Regions from separate parts of the Mus musculus genome. Here all the other regions are linked to region 4. A link is a contact called in public Hi-C, HiChIP or PLAC-seq and Micro-C data. All regions are on one chromosome and are shown on one strand. The core of a region is the stretch at or near the end of the contact, and the rest is flanking DNA. Distances in the headings are between cores, read along the strand shown.

What was found. A called contact is a pair of places that touch in the nucleus more often than the background predicts. HiChIP or PLAC-seq counts read pairs in DNA pulled down with a chosen protein or histone mark.
Region 1: a contact with region 4 is called in a Micro-C map of embryonic stem cells, with 6 times the contacts expected there. The contact joins the promoter of Rskr here to the promoter of Rilp in region 4. A contact is called at or near these places in 4 of 39 promoter capture datasets (cranial neural crest, embryonic stem cells, hippocampal neurons and 1 more), 4 of 484 Hi-C or Micro-C datasets (all in embryonic stem cells) and 1 of 9 other capture datasets (embryonic stem cells).
Region 2: a contact with region 4 is called in a Hi-C map of B cells, with 5 read pairs. The contact joins the promoter of 2610507B11Rik here to the promoter of Rilp in region 4. A contact is called at or near these places in 2 of 39 promoter capture datasets (both in embryonic stem cells) and 2 of 484 Hi-C or Micro-C datasets (B cells and embryonic stem cells).
Region 3: an H3K27ac HiChIP or PLAC-seq map of embryonic stem cells shows a contact between it and region 4, with 11 times the contacts expected there. The contact joins the promoter of Sdf2 here to the promoter of Rilp in region 4. A contact is called at or near these places in 5 of 39 promoter capture datasets (embryonic stem cells, liver and maxillary cranial neural crest) and 1 of 115 datasets of contacts at active chromatin or transcription factors (embryonic stem cells).

What each region holds. Positions count from the first base shown.
Region 1 is chr11:78,288,804-78,292,483 of GRCm38.p6, forward strand. It overlaps Rskr (ribosomal protein S6 kinase related), which reads left to right and starts at 2,038. Exons shown (of 12, transcript NM_001287206.1): 1 at 2,038-2,136; 2 at 2,621-2,866; 3 at 2,952-3,035; 4 at 3,159-3,227; 5 at 3,602-3,671. The coding sequence starts at 2,080. It overlaps 2610507B11Rik (RIKEN cDNA 2610507B11 gene), which reads left to right. Exons shown (of 39, transcript NM_001002004.2): 37 at 138-239; 38 at 483-617; 39 at 1,001-1,822. The coding sequence ends at 1,180.
Region 2 is chr11:78,259,719-78,263,423 of GRCm38.p6, forward strand. It overlaps 2610507B11Rik (RIKEN cDNA 2610507B11 gene), which reads left to right and starts at 2,036. Exons shown (of 39, transcript NM_001002004.2): 1 at 2,036-2,199; 2 at 2,981-3,110. The coding sequence starts at 2,132.
Region 3 is chr11:78,244,356-78,248,123 of GRCm38.p6, forward strand. Sdf2 (stromal cell derived factor 2) reads left to right here and starts at 1,391. Exons shown (of 3, transcript NM_009143.3): 1 at 1,391-1,815. The coding sequence starts at 1,641. It overlaps Supt6 (SPT6, histone chaperone and transcription elongation factor), which reads right to left and starts at 1,348. Exons shown (of 37, transcript NM_009297.2): 1 at 1,193-1,348.
Region 4 is chr11:75,508,527-75,512,017 of GRCm38.p6, forward strand. It overlaps Rilp (Rab interacting lysosomal protein), which reads left to right and starts at 1,568. Exons shown (of 8, transcript NM_001029938.2): 1 at 1,568-1,846; 2 at 1,918-2,011; 3 at 2,106-2,212; 4 at 2,296-2,481; 5 at 2,763-2,908; 6 at 3,254-3,376. The coding sequence starts at 1,622. Prpf8 (pre-mRNA processing factor 8) reads left to right here. Exons shown (of 42, transcript NM_138659.2): 40 at 1-134; 41 at 241-443; 42 at 609-921. The coding sequence ends at 763.

The DNA.
Region 1 (3,680 bases), core at 788-3,287, 2.8 Mb after region 4:
ATTAATAGTTTCTGTGGACCTGGGTGGGTGTTGTTCCTTTGGTCTTAAGTCTTCTCCAGGACTGAGAGTGGAGTAATTTAGCATCTTGGGTTGCTCTGGTGGTTTTAGGGCTTATGCTCCTTTTCTGTCTTTCCCAGCACCCAGTTGATGATATTGACAAGATGAAAGAGCGAGCTGCCATGAACAACTCCTTCATATATATAAAAATCCCACAAGTTCCACTGTGTGTCAGTTATAAGGTATATTCCATCCCAGCACTTAGAGTAGGAAGGGGACTAAAGATTATAGACAGGGTGACAGTTGGGCTTCCTGTGAAAGTGGGCCATGGGTGACAAACCTGTCCTGCTTTCTGCAGGAGTCAGCCCCATCACCAGAATGGGAGGGAATTCAAATATGTCGGTTGCTGTTGTAGGAATTCTACTCAGAGTTCTGGCTTAGATTCAAAATGGCAGCTCTTTTCCCTCTTTCTCTTCCTGTTGCAGGGTGAGAAGAACAGTGTGGACTGGGGCGACCTTAACTTGGTGCTACCCTGTCTGGAGTACCACAACAACACGTGGACATGGCTGGACTTTGCCATGGCTGTCAAAAGGGACAGCCGAAAAGCTCTGGTTGCCCAGGTATCTCGCCAGGGCTCATGGCTGTTTCGTTAGCAGGGACTGGCAAGCACATTGCCTTTTTAAGAGCCTTCTCTTCTGTGCTGTATTAAGAGATGGCCAGGAAAGGGGCAGATAATGACTGATCTGTCCTTGTTTGTCCATGCCTTTGCCCTGGTATGCTAGTGACTCATTAATTTTGAGGGAATTAAGGGCTTCTACAACATCAGCTTTATGATGGTTCTGATTAGATTGTAAGCTTCTTACAAGCAGACTATTATCTATATACTTTGAAGTGCCCTTTTGTGTTTACATATAAGCTTAATAAATCTTTGAATTGGTTCACTTTAAATTGTACACCCCGTTTCACTAATTTTTCCTTTCCTTTTATTCCTTTCCACTGCCAGGTAATCAAAGAAAAACTAAGGCTGAAACCTGCAACGGGGTCTGAGGTCCGGGGAAAGCTAGAAACAAAGTGTGACCTGAACATGCAACAGCAGGAAGAAGAGAAAGCTCGGCTCCTCATTGGTTTAAGTGTGGGCGACAAGAACCCTGGCAAGAAGTCCATCTTCGGCAGGCGCAAGTGATGTGGAGACCCAAGTGACTACAGTATAGAATTGACTCTGGCTCAGGATCCAGGGACTTGAGGGTGGGCAGAGCTTCCCTTCATCCTGCAGGATTTGTGGGGCATATGGGAACTGAGAGACATTGTTCAACAGCTGGCCTGTCCCTGCAGGGCATGGTGGACAAAGCGCTGGGTTCCCTCTCATGGGATTAGACCCAGGGCCACAGGGGCAAGAAAACCAGAAGACCCAGGGATTGTGTCCAAGCCTAGTATCCTGCTCTTTCGGGGCAACAGAAAGGGTTGGGGGATAGTTTTGATCAAGTATGATAAATTTTTATAAAGATATATATATATAAAACATATATATATATTTCTAAATGTAATTGCTCTCCCTTTGTGCCAATAAGCTAAGGGAAGGAGTCTGATCCTCTGTGCCTCACTCCACTGCCTTGTTGTCTAAGAGGTGTTGGGTTTGGGGGATAAACTTCCCAGTCTGTGCTCACTTGGGAGGATGGCATTAGGAGCCAGGGCTGGCCATGGGTACCTTACTTTCCTCCCTGGGGTATGCCCAGGAGAATGGAGAAAAAAGAGATTTAAAGAAAAAATATTTTAAATTTGATGTTGGCCTTTTTTAATTGTATTGAGTAAAAGCGTTCAAGTTGTCTGTGTCCTTCCCTCCTCACTAACCCAACACATTTTTTAACTGCCCCAGTAATGACTGGTCTTGTCTTTCTCCTCTGCCTTGAAGTCTTACCACAATCACATATACTTCCCAGTTTGGGTATGATGCTGACCTAAAGCTGATGGGTCTGTGTACACTGGAAGAGGTGGGGCTCATGGGTAATGCAGCATCAGAGGGAGGAATTGCTTATGTAACTTGGACAACAGATTTAGCAGCGCGAAAAGAGGCAGAGGCTGGAAATGGGAGCAGTAAGCTGTCGGCAGGGACAACACACCCGGGTGTCTGCTCCTCAGAAGGTAGGGTATGGGGCTCTGGTATAGGCTCTGGCTGCCTATGGGAGGGAAATGAAAGATGTAGGGGCCTGAGGCTAGAAAGTGCCCAGTTAGGAGACTGTCACTGATATCCATTGTTGGGGTGGGCATAAAGGCTATAGAACTCACTTATGCACAGGTTGTATTCCTGTTTTGTTGTGAAAACATAAACCTGTTATTGTCATGGAGATTTTGAATTAAGTCAAGGAAATTTAGGTCACATCACAAAGCCTGGGAATTTTCCTTCCCTCTAGATAAGTGGTTGTCAGCATGTGTGTTGTGACTCCTTTCACACGGGTTACATTAGATATCCTGCATATCAGGTACTTATACTGCAGTTATGAAGTAACAGTTTTATGGTTGGGGGTCACCACAGCATTGGTTAAGACTAGAGGAAGGGGTGCCTGTTAAGATGGGCAGAACCTGCAGTGCTTCATGAGCAGGCTTAGAATGGCTCCCTTCTCAGCAGGGTGACAACATCCAGGGTCACTGGGTCCAAGGCTGGAAGAGCCTCTGGTGTGGTATGGGGACCATCAGGTCAGGTCTGGAAGAACTATGGGGACTACAGAGGCATCAGTGCCTACATCAGGAGCTGCTCCAGCCAGCCCCACTGCTACTAGAGAAGCCTCAGTCTGAGTGGCCAGTGCCTCAGTTCATCAGCCTCTTTCTACCAGAGTTTCCCGTGAGGCCTGTTAGGGAGCAGCAGGAGCTGAAGGTAGGTCACCATAGCCCCTGGGAAGTGTCTGTTTTAGGGAGGAATCTACAAACAACCAGTCTCAGTTTCCCTCTTCTTTGTTCAGATTTTAGGCCTTGTGGCTAAAGGTTCGTTTGGAACTGTCCTGAAAGTGCTAGATTGTGCCCAGAAAGCTGTATTTGCAGTGAAGGTAGGAAGTCAAGCGATGTAGCTTACTCAGTAGATCCTGTTTACAATCTTTAGTTCCAGAGATTAGGGGGAACAAGTTAAAATAGCATGATTTTCATGAGTTACCATGCCTCTACACTTATAGGTGGTGCCCAAAGTAAAAGTTCTACAGCGGGATACGCTGAGGCAGTGCAAAGAAGAGGTTAGCATCCAGGTATGCAGAGTTCTGAAAGCATGGCTGGAGACCTGAATTTGTTGGAGAAAGTACCTTTTTCCAACTTACCTGGTTTTCTTGGGTCTACCTTCCCTGTATGTGTCCGTCCTGGAGTAGATAGCACCAAAGTAAATCCTGAGAAAAGTAGTTATTAGCTGAGGACAAGCTCCAAGTTCTGCCAGGGGACTCTACAGTGTATCGTGGTGTGCTCCTAAGCAGTGTGCTGGCTCCAAGGTTTTCCAAGAGTCCTAAATGAGTTCTGAATCAGAAGGTGAAGCAGCAGTTCACTTCTACACAAGGCAACATGTGATTTCTTAGCTGCCTTTATCATCAAGAAGCTTGTTTTCCTAACTTGCTGTTTTCTTTGTCCATAGCGACAGATCAACCATCCTTTTGTACACAGTTTGGGGGACAGCTGGCAGGGGAAACAACACCTCTTTATTAGTGAGTGAC
Region 2 (3,705 bases), core at 786-3,285, 2.8 Mb after region 4:
TAAGTACCATCAGAAAACTTTTTCACCTGGCAGTGGTGGCACACGCATTTAATCCTAGCACGTGGGAGGCAGAGGCAGGTGGATTTCTGAGTTCGAGCCCAGCCTGATCTACAGAGTGAGTTCCAAGACAGCCAGAAAAAACAAAAAGAAGAAAACTTTTTCCCCCAAAATTAAACTGTGTTTAAATATGCCTAAAATAAACTGCCTGGTGTCAGACTCCAGATTCTATAGTACATACCAATACCAGTTCTTTTTTATTTATTTTTTTATTATATGTAAGTACACTGTAGCTGTCTTCAGACACTCCAGAAGAGGGAGTCAGATCTCATTATGGATGGTTGTGAGCCACCATGGGATTTGAACTCCGGACCTTTGGAAGAACAGTGGGGTGCTCTTACCCACTGAGCCATCTCACCAGCCCCCCCAATACCAGTTCTTGAGTCCTGGTGAGCCTGATTCTGGTCTCGCCTTAGTTACATTGTTACTCTGCCACCCCTGCTGCATGCAGAGAGACCCCCAAAAGATGAATTCCAGTATGGAAATGTGTTGTGATGCCTCATTGACTTGAATTGAGTTCTTAGATCCTACCTGAACACTGAGAAACCACACTTGAACAAAAAGCTACAGATTTTGAAGATGAACCGGTGTGTGTAGTTTAGAGGATAGTTTGTGGATTTTGAGGATGGAAATCAATTCCTCGGGCCAGCAAGTGCCTTTACCTATAGATCCATCTCACAGGCCTTGAAGTTGTTATTTGAAGAGGCCAATCAAAAAAATCTGGAAGAATTATATGCAGATTAGGATCTGAGAACCAAGAACACAAAATACTTCATAATACCTTGGAACCATCTGGATTTCTTTATCTGGTACTGTGTTTATCTGGTACTGTGTTAGTAAGTCATTAGTCAGACACTGACTCATGAGAATAAGCATAACAGACCTTATCTACTTCCTTCATTTAACAATGAAGAATGCAAAATTCACTCTGGCTTGATTTGACCTTGAACTCTGTATTTCATGTAATTAAAATTGCTTCCCAGATAATCTGTAAAGGGTAAAACAATATTCACTATTTCTATATTTCACCCTGTTCTGGGTGGTGCTATACACAATCGCACAAACCTAAAAATACAGAATGGCTCTCCCCATGAAGGATGTTAGAAGATACTATCTGGCCCAGGCATGGTGACACATGCCTTTAATCCTAGCACTTGGGAGGCAGAGGCAGGCAGATTTCTGAGTTCGAGGCCAGCCTGGTCTACAGAGGGCTACACAGAGAAACCCTGTCTCAAAAAAAAAAAAAAAAAAAAAAAAAAGATAAGAAGATACTATCTGGAACAGTATTCAGACAGTAAACAAAGTTGGTTTCCTTGTGGGGTGAGATGATAGATAGCTGAGGTCTTTGAATTACCTCTTAATTTTCTCTGTAATCTTTTCAGACAGGATCACTTATGACCTACAGACACATAACTTTTGTTGTTGTTGTTTTGTTTTTTTGAGACAGGGTTTCTCTTTATAGCCCTAGCTGTCCTGGAACTCACTTTGTAGACCAGGCTGGCCTCAAACTCAGAAATCCGCCTGCCTCTGCCTCCTGAGTGCTGGGATTAAAGGCCTGCACCACCACGCCCGGCACCAGCCAGGCCGGCTCTTAATGGCCTAGGGAATGCGTTTTGGAAGTGGAACCTCAAAGTGGTAGAAACGACCCATCCTGGTCACCGCCCGGCGAGCTCGTGCGGACTCCGATCCCCCGCCCTCAGCGCGAACCCGGAGCTCCGCGGCGTGCCGCGCAGGCTGCGCTCTAGGTGTAGCGCGCAGGACCGCGCGTTCGCGGTCCGCCCCGCCCTCCCTCTCCAGAGCCACGCCTCCACTCCGCGCAAGCCGCTGGTCGGCCCTCAGGGCTCGCGCACGCGCGCGCGGGTTGGGGCGGGTCGGGGCGGGTCGGGGCGGGTCGTGGAGGGAGCCAGCCGGCTGGTCCACGAGCCGCCGGGGCGGGGACACGCGCGCGCGCACTAACGCTTCCTCGCCGTGCGTGTGCGTGCGCGGCCGAAGCCCGCCGCGGCGCTGTGCGGTTCCGGCGTCAGGGCCCGGCATGGCGGGGGTCGGGGCCAGGCCGGGCCGGACCCGGACCTAAATGCCTCTATTTCTCTCCGCGCTGTTGGTCTTGCTGCTGGTTGCGCTTAGCGCACTCTTCCTAGGCCGGTGAGGGGATTCTAGCCACAGGGTCGGGGGGGTCGAGGAAGACCGGCTGGAGGAGGCGCGGGTTGGTCGGGCGCCTTAGGCGGAGGGGGCGCGAGCAGGAGGGGGCGCTCAGCCGAGGCGAGGGGAAGCGAGGTGGGGGCAGGGGCGCTGAAGCATCTGGCTGGACCCGAAGCAATGTCCAGTCCGGGAACCGAATGTTTGCGTGTGAGGGAGGGGGCCTCCCTCGGTGGTCTCCCTTTCCTGCCCCGTTCGCCTCCGTGTCCTCTTCCCAGATTGCGAAGGGCACCTGCAGCCGCGCCCTGCAGAGAGGTCGGGAGGACTGGCTGGCTAGAGCAGAGCGGTGTTTGAGCAGTTCCGAGAGTGACCTCTGCCTTCTCGGAAACGGCTGCAGGGTGGGGACGCAGACAGGGACCCTCTAAGGAGTGTGCGATGACGTATTTAACACGACTGCCTTCACTTTGCCTTTTGAGGACCTCTTTTTACTTTGGGTTCCTAAAGATTTGAGGGTTTCTTTGTTTATTCTTTCTTTCTTTCTTTTTTTTTTTTTTTTTTTTTTTTTTTGACCTCTTTTAGAGGGTGAGTTTCGTTTGCCTAGTTTTGTTTGAATTTAGGGGCCCGTAGTTCTGGTTGTTGTGCCTAAATGAGTATGACTAGAGAAATATTTTAGGAAAATCGTAAAGTTCCTAAGAAAAATCCGGCTTCAGGATACCACCCCTTGCAAGGCCTTTCTAGAATCAAAAAGGGTAGAGGGTCTTATAATCCAACTGTTTTTTTTCTGCAGGTGGCTTGTGGTCCGGTTGGCCACCAGGTGGTGTCAGCGCAAGTTGCAGGCAGAGCTAAAGATTGGCTCCTTCCGATTTTTTTGGATCCAGAATGTCAGTCTTAAGTTTCAGCAGCACCAGCAGACGGTGGTGAGTTCCGGGAATTGCAGAGAGAAAGAGAGAGAGAGAGAGAGAGGAGAAGGGCGGGAGTGTGTGGTGTGTGTGTTGGTTTGGAGGGGGTTTCAAACTTTAGCTTCCTCCATGGGTAGTTTTCCTAGTTAACTCCACCCTTGTTGTTGTTGTTTTTGTTGTTGTTATTATTATTATTGTCAAGAGGATCTTAGGAGCTACTTGGAGGACTCTGCAATAGATGCCAGTTGTTTCAAGTGTTTATGGGACTAGATCTGGTGGTATAAACCTGTAATTCTTGTTTCTCAAGAGGCCGAAGCAAGAGAATTATAAATTCAAGCTCTGCCTAGGCAACTTAGTGAGTGCTTCTCTCAAAATTAAAATGAGCTGGAATAGTGGTTCAGTGGTAGAGCCTGGTATCTGCTGGGTCCTCTTTAGTATCTAGTACCAAACTAATGACACAGAGTATCCAGGGTATGGAAGAAAGATATGGAAGTAAACAGAGAAAGATTACAGGAAACAGCAAACTCACTGTTCTAATTTAAGAGAGGAAATAGGGTGGCAACTTGTTCATAAAAAGAGAACTGCTAAGCAAATTCAGCTAACATCATCATGA
Region 3 (3,768 bases), core at 141-2,640, 2.7 Mb after region 4:
AACTGTGAGTGTTCAACAATAGAACTAAACTTTTTCTCCCCAAAATTAATTAAATTCAACGACTTCCACACATTGTAGCATACTTCAATGCTGGGGAGGGGGACCAGGCTCCTCCCTTCCTACAGGTTTATGGGCAGTTAACGGTTGCTAGGGGGGAGGGGCTCATCATGAGATCCCACCAACCCTAAGGATCGATAGTAATTCATGGTTGCTGGGGGAGGGGAACATTTTCTTTAGGGTTGTAGCCCAGGCTTCTCTGAATACTTCTTCACCCATGTACTTGTAAACCACCATAAATTAACTAATTGAGGCATACACACACACACACACACACACACACAAATTAATGAAAGTAATAAGTAATGGAGGATTCTGAAGAAGGGGAGCAGCGGGAATGGAGTGGGGCGGGATGAAAAACAAATTACCCTATGACCTTTGTATTACCGTGTCTTTTCATGTAATTATTACAGGAGACCCGCCTCCTAAAGGAAAACAGAAATCGATTCTTTCTGTAATACAGAGGAACTGCTTTACTTAAGATACTCGAGTACCTGATGTCAAACAATACACATTTCTGATTTAACAACCAATTCTAATATTTATGATAGGTCTTTGGCAAGTGTTCGAGGAAATGAATTATACAAGATGGAAGGCTCCAGGTACTTAAGTATAAACTCGCATCTTTAGAAAGGATTAAGGGACTTGCCCATATGTGGAAAAAAAACCGTATAATTACTCAACATTTTGTAAAGAGCTAACATTCAGCACAGTACACCCGCCTCATGGCTGAACTCTCGAAAGCTCAGCAGGACCCAAACGCCGGACTAATTAATCCGATCACCTGATGCCAAGTAAAGAAACCCTTAGGTCTCTCTTCTAGTCCCAATTTTTTGCGTGGCCCAGATTCCAGACGCCGCGGAGAAGATGGGATCCCAGAAAGCCTGTTGATTCAAGAGGTAACCCCAGGTCACAGGTTCCGGGTGGTACCGCGTGGAGAAAGGGCTGGAGACTCTGAGCAATCACGGTACTTTCCTGTCCTTTTCCCCCCTGGCAGATCAGGGAAAGCCAGGGCCCCCTTCCTTCCCGCAGTGGGGCACCCCAAAGCTTCTTCCCTTACGGGACCAGGCCCCAGGAGTCTGGCTCGCCACCTGCGCACCCACACACGCAACACACTCTCCAGGCTGAGCGTTACCTGCTTGAAGGCCGCTGCTTCTCCGCTACGCTAAGCTCCCACCGAAGAAAATGGAGTCGCCGATCAGAGACTGCAAAAGGATAGTCCGGACCCACCGCAAGGGCCCTCCGCAGCCGCCGCCACCACCACCACCACCGTCGCCGCTGCTGCGTTAACGTAGTACGTCACCTCCGGCTCTCTGTCACTGGGAGTGGGAGGGTCATTTCCTGCTGTCTTTTCCCCTCCGGCGTCTAGGGCTTTGGTTCCGAGTCCGCGAACGCCTAAGGAACGCAGCCGCCACAGAGCACCCAGTACAAAGTGAGGTCCCGAAGGCCTCCCGGGCCAGCGTGTTCTTTAAGCCGCTCTCGCCAAAGGAACCATAAAGATTCAGGTTAAGGAGTCTTCTCTTCCATCTTGGCGTAGTTCTACCCTCGGCTTCCGGTTCCGGGGACGGGCCTAATTTTCTTGGATGATTAGTTCTCTCGGATCTAGGATGGCTGTCTTGTCGCTTCTGTTGTTGGGTGGTTTGTGGAGCGCTGTGGGAGCGTCCAACATGGCTGTCGTTACTTGCGGCTCCGTGGTGAAGCTACTCAATACACGCCACAATGTCCGACTGCATTCTCACGACGTGCGCTATGGGTCAGGTACAGAGGGGGACTCACCGCTCTGGGTGGGCTGCCTAGGCCGGGTGAGCCTAGAAGGGGCGGGGCCTCGGAGTCTGAGGGCGTGGTCTGGGAAAGTTAGCCGTGCCCTATTTCTTGAAGAGGACGACGAGTTGCCAAGGAAACTTAGTCCTAATGTTAGTTTCTGTTTGATGAGCTGTGGGCCAAACGTGTTACATATATACTTTCCGGTTTTTAACATTGTATTGAGGACAGATACTAAAGTTATTTTCTTAGGTGAGTAAATAGACCTAGAGATATTGCTCAAAGCCAGCTAGTGAATGATGGAGACAGGGTTTAATCCAAATCTGTGCAGGTTCAAAATCTTTCAGATTCCATGGGCTGCCACTATTTTGTGCTGGAGAGAGGAGCATTTAGAGCAAGACAACATAAGCTGAATCTCAGATTTTAAATGTCACCTATTTTTAGCTCATATTTTTTGACACTCTAACTTAGCAATAACTTTCTTGTAAAGAATTTAAGCATTGACAGACATTGCAGAGGAAAGTCTGTTTTTTATCATGTGCAATTAAAATACTCACTTATTCGTGGGCTCATTCATTTGGCCTAGATTTAAAGAGCACTTTTAGTGTGTCTCGTATTGTTCTAGATACAGGAAATACAGTAGTGAATCAAACAATAAAACAAGACTAATGGGCAGGCGTGGTGGCCTAGGTCTGTAATTGTAGCACTCAAAAGGTTGAAGCAGGATTGTAACTTCAAGATCAGCCTAGCCTATATAGTGGGGGCTGTCTCAAAACAACAGAAGTTCAAAGGCTGGTAATTACTTCAGTGTTAGAGTATTTGCCGAGCATACGGAAAGCTTCTGCCCCCACACTGGAGGAAATAAAGTCATGAAGTTCGACAGGAGGTGTACTTGTGATATAATTTGAATGATTGATGATGCTATTTGCTAGAAAGGAAGTGACCTTCTAAGATGGTTAGTCTGTTCACAACTCTCAGAACCTGTCTTACCAGTTTAGTCCAGGGAGTATGTAGTCTTTACATTCCTAACCACCTCATTCAGTAAACACCTACTCAGGCTTACTACATTCTTTTTTTTTTTTTTTTTCTTTTTCTCGAGACAGGGTTTCTCTGTGTAGCCCTGGCTGTCCTGGAACTCACTTTGTAGACCAGGCTGGCCTCGAACTCAGAAATCCGCCTGCTGCTGCCTCCCAAGTGCTGGGATTAAAGGCATGCGCCACCACTGCCCGGCAGTTTTACTACGTTTTAATTTAATGTTTCCTGCTCTGGCTCTACTAAATAAAAATGGAGTTAGGCTGGGCGGTGGTGGTAGAGCAGGAGGCATTTAGTCTTAATATTCTGGAGGCAGAGAGAGGCAGGATCTCTGAAGACAGCCACTCTACCTAGAGAATTTCAGACCAGCCAGTGCTACACAGTGAGACACTGCCTCAACAAACAAAAATCCAAATTAGCAGTCGGGTGGTGGTGGGCCATTCCTTTAATCCCAACACTTAGGAAGCAGAGGCAGGTGGATCTCTTTGAATTTCAGGTCAGCCTGGTCTACAGAGTGAGTTCCAAGACAGCTAGGACTACACAGAGAAACCCTGTCTCGATAAAAAAATAAAAATCAAAAAATCAAAATCATTTAAACGAAGAACTTGGATTAGCCCTCTTGGGGGATGGGTTTGTGCATCATCTATTCAGATGCTAATTTCTATGCTTCTCTTTAACTGCAGTCCAGAAGTTGGCCAGGTTAAGCACTTCCAGTTTCAGTGTTATGCAAAAATTGTTATCCGTCACCTCTGATTGGTTAATAAAGAGCTGATTCAGCCAATGACTGAGCAGAGGAGAGAGGGAAGGCAGGACTTCCCGTCCCAGTCATGGGGTCCCACAGAGGAGTGAGAAGGGGTTGGGGGAGGAAGAAGAAAAGAAGATATGGAGGGACCAGGAGTGGCCATGAGAACACAGGTG
Region 4 (3,491 bases), core at 318-2,817:
GAACCCTTAGGTTGGATCCACACTCAGCCCAATGAATCCCCCCAGCTATCACCCCAAGATGTCACCACTCATGCCAAAATCATGGCTGACAACCCATCTTGGGATGGGGAGAAGACTATTATCATCACGTGCAGGTTGGTGTGGGCCTCTTGGGTGGAAATATTATAGAGCAGGCATTGCAGGCCAGGACCTGGATTGGTGGCTTGAGCGCTTACCCTGTCCCTGTCCCCCCCACCCCAGCTTCACACCAGGCTCCTGCACACTGACAGCCTACAAGCTGACACCCAGTGGGTATGAGTGGGGCCGGCAGAACACAGACAAAGGCAACAACCCCAAAGGCTACCTACCCTCGCACTACGAGAGGGTTCAGATGCTCCTGTCTGACCGATTCCTCGGCTTCTTCATGGTCCCCGCCCAGTCCTCCTGGAACTACAACTTTATGGGTACGTGGTTGTGTGTGCCTAGGAAGTGTGGGGTAGAGACAGGTGACCAGCATGCTTGGTCATCTTGTCATCTTGAGGTCTGGCTGCCTTGGAAACGGTCCAGGGGCCCAGGCTGGGTGAGGCAGGCAGAACCTTATTAACTTCTGATGTTTCCCCTCCCATTAGGTGTTCGACATGATCCCAACATGAAATACGAGCTGCAGCTGGCAAACCCCAAGGAATTCTACCATGAGGTCCACAGGCCCTCCCACTTCCTCAACTTCGCCCTTCTGCAGGAGGGTGAGGTCTACTCTGCAGACAGAGAGGACCTCTATGCCTAGTTACTTCCTTCTGCTTCAGATCCCCAAAGCCTGGAGCCTCTTGAACGCCCTCCCCAGACAAGCTGCTGACATTCAGCAGTCAGCCCCTTTGCGTTCTGTGCTTGTGTTGTTGATAGATTGTAATCCTGAACAAAATGTAATAAATTTTATAAATAGTGCTTTTGTTTTCTTGCTGTTATGAGGTCAAATTCTGGGCATAGGCGTTTGAGGATTGGGGACTAGCTTGGGCAGTTGACAGCAAGGTACTGGGCCCTGCCTTCAGAGCCTTGAGGCCTTCTCCGCTGGAGGCTTAGAGGCTCCCTAGACTCAGGGAGCTGAGTTGGGGCTGGCTTATTACTTTGAGCATATTTGCTGGTTTCTCTGTAAAAGTACTTGGAGTCTACCTATTTTCAACATCACTTCTTGGACTGTGTGGTCCTCCTATAGCTGTAGTGCCCGGTCTCGTTCATTTTTGTAAACTGTGTGGTTCCTAGTGGGGGAACATACTTAAGTGACTGTCCCTGCAGTCCAGTAGAGGCTGTTTGCTGACCTTCAGTCTTTCACCTCTTGGCAGCCAAGTCCAGGGGTGGAGCCCGGGTCAGGCGCTATGGGGAGGGCTTGCCTGAAGTGACCACTTACAGCTCTAGTCCTCAACTCTTGGATACCTGCCTGGAAGTTGGCCGACCTGTATCCAGTGACCTTGTAGGGCACAGGGAGCCCAGAGCACTCTCCCACTCCAGGGCCTTTTTCCCTATTTGTTCCTCCCGGGTTGCTTCTACCCCGCCCCTTATGGCCCTAAACTTCCTGGGCCGGAACTGTTAAGCTTTTTCCTGCACCAGTTAAGGGTGTGGGTGGCTTTTGACCTTAAGAGAGGAAAAAATGGAGCCCAGGAGGGCAGCGCCCAGGCTACCCAGTCAGGCCTCTTCTTCAGTGGGCGCAGGGTCAGCCGCCGAGCTCGTGTACCATCTAGCGGGGGCTCTGGGCACTGAGCTACAGGGGCTGGCACGCCGCTTCGGACCCGACGCGGCGGCTGGGCTGGTGCCACTAGTCGTGCGGGCGCTGGAGCTCTTGGAAAAGGCCGCCGTGGGGCCGGCTCCGGACTCGGTGAGTCACCGGCTCCTCCTTTTACCCCTGAGAGCCGGCAGGCCTAACCCTGAGACCCCTGGCTCCCCCAGCTGCAGGTGTCCGCACAGCAGGCAGAAGTGGAGCTGCGGCGGCTGCGCGAGGAGAACCAACGCCTCCGCCAGGAGCTAGGCTCCGGGCCGCAGGGTGAGTGAGGGTCCCACCGGAGCAGAGCGAGCTGGGGGCAGCCGGGGCCTGCGTACCCCAGAGATCGGTAGTGCTAAAGACACCCCTTCCTCAGAGGAGCGCGCGCTGCTCCGACAGCTCAAGGAGGTGACAGACAGACAGCGGGATGAGCTTCGGGCACACAACCGAGATCTGCAGCGCCGAAGCCAAGAGACCGAAGCGGTGAGGGCGGGGCCAGGCGGAGTGGGGTGGGGCCGCTACGGCCCTCGGAGCCCCGCCCCTAGCTCTCTCGCTCCACCCCCTAGCTGCAGGAACAGCTACAGCGCCTCCTGCTGATCAACTCTGAGCTGCGGCACAAGCTGGCTGCAGTGCAGACCCAGTTGAGGGCCGCCCAGGACCGGGAGAGGGAGCGCCAGATAGCTCAGGATGGCTCCAGCCAGCTGGCTAAAGAACAGAGCTTGGAACCTGATGCGGCAACCTCAGATGACCCGGTAAGAGACGGAGCGAAGTCAAAATACATCCCAGAGCTCACAGCATTCAGCAGTTGATGACCCAGCCTGGGTTTACCTGGCATGGATGTACCATGCAGTATAGAAGGTACCCAGGAAGTTGGAAGGTAGCAACAGCAGTTGTGTGCTATGTACACCTATGTAGCAGCAACTTTGTCCTCTAAGTTTTCCCAGCAGACACTTCCCATAATATTATTGTGAGCGCTGGGACTTAGGGAAGAGCTAAGACAGACTGCTCTCTGACCATTCCTGACCTTGTACAGGTGGATACTCAGAAGCAGCCAGGGAACCTTCCAGAAGCTGTCCAGTGTGGATTCAGCAGGGAAGAGCTTAAGCAAATCCTTCAGGAGCGGAATGAGCTCAAAGCCAACGTGTTCTTGCTCAAGGAGGAGTTGGCGTACTTCCAGCGGTGAGGGACTGGAAGCCAGGATGCCTGTTCCTGGTCACCCCACCTTATTTTTTGGATCGTTTATAGATCAGCAGTGACAATTGCCAGGGTCCTGCTCAGGCACTGGGAAGAAGTAACTTCCACAGTCCTTGCCCTTCTGGAACCTCACTCAAACAGGGCAGCACCAGGGGTCACCAAACTGAAGCAGCAAGCCTTATCCTTAGGAGGGGCCATCTAAGCTCATTTCAGAGGTGTTGGCGGTATAGAGCTTTCACGGGTTTCCAGGGGAAACAGTGAGCAGAGCTCAGGTACTTGATTGACACCTCCTGTTGGCCTTCCCACTTTCTTCCCTTCCTGCTTCTCTAGAGAGCTGCTCACAGATCACCGTGTTCCTGGGCTTCTGCTTGAAGCCATGAAGGTGGCAGTCAAGAAACAGAGGAGGAAGATCAAGGCCAAGATGTTAGGGACACCTGAAGAAGCAGAGAGCAGGTAAGATCCTGCCTCTGTGCTCACCAAACGAACCCCTTGGCCTGCTGCAGTTCTGCTGTGCCCAGTGATACAACTTAGCTGTGCCTGGCACCTCACTCAGCCTGCTCTCCAGCTG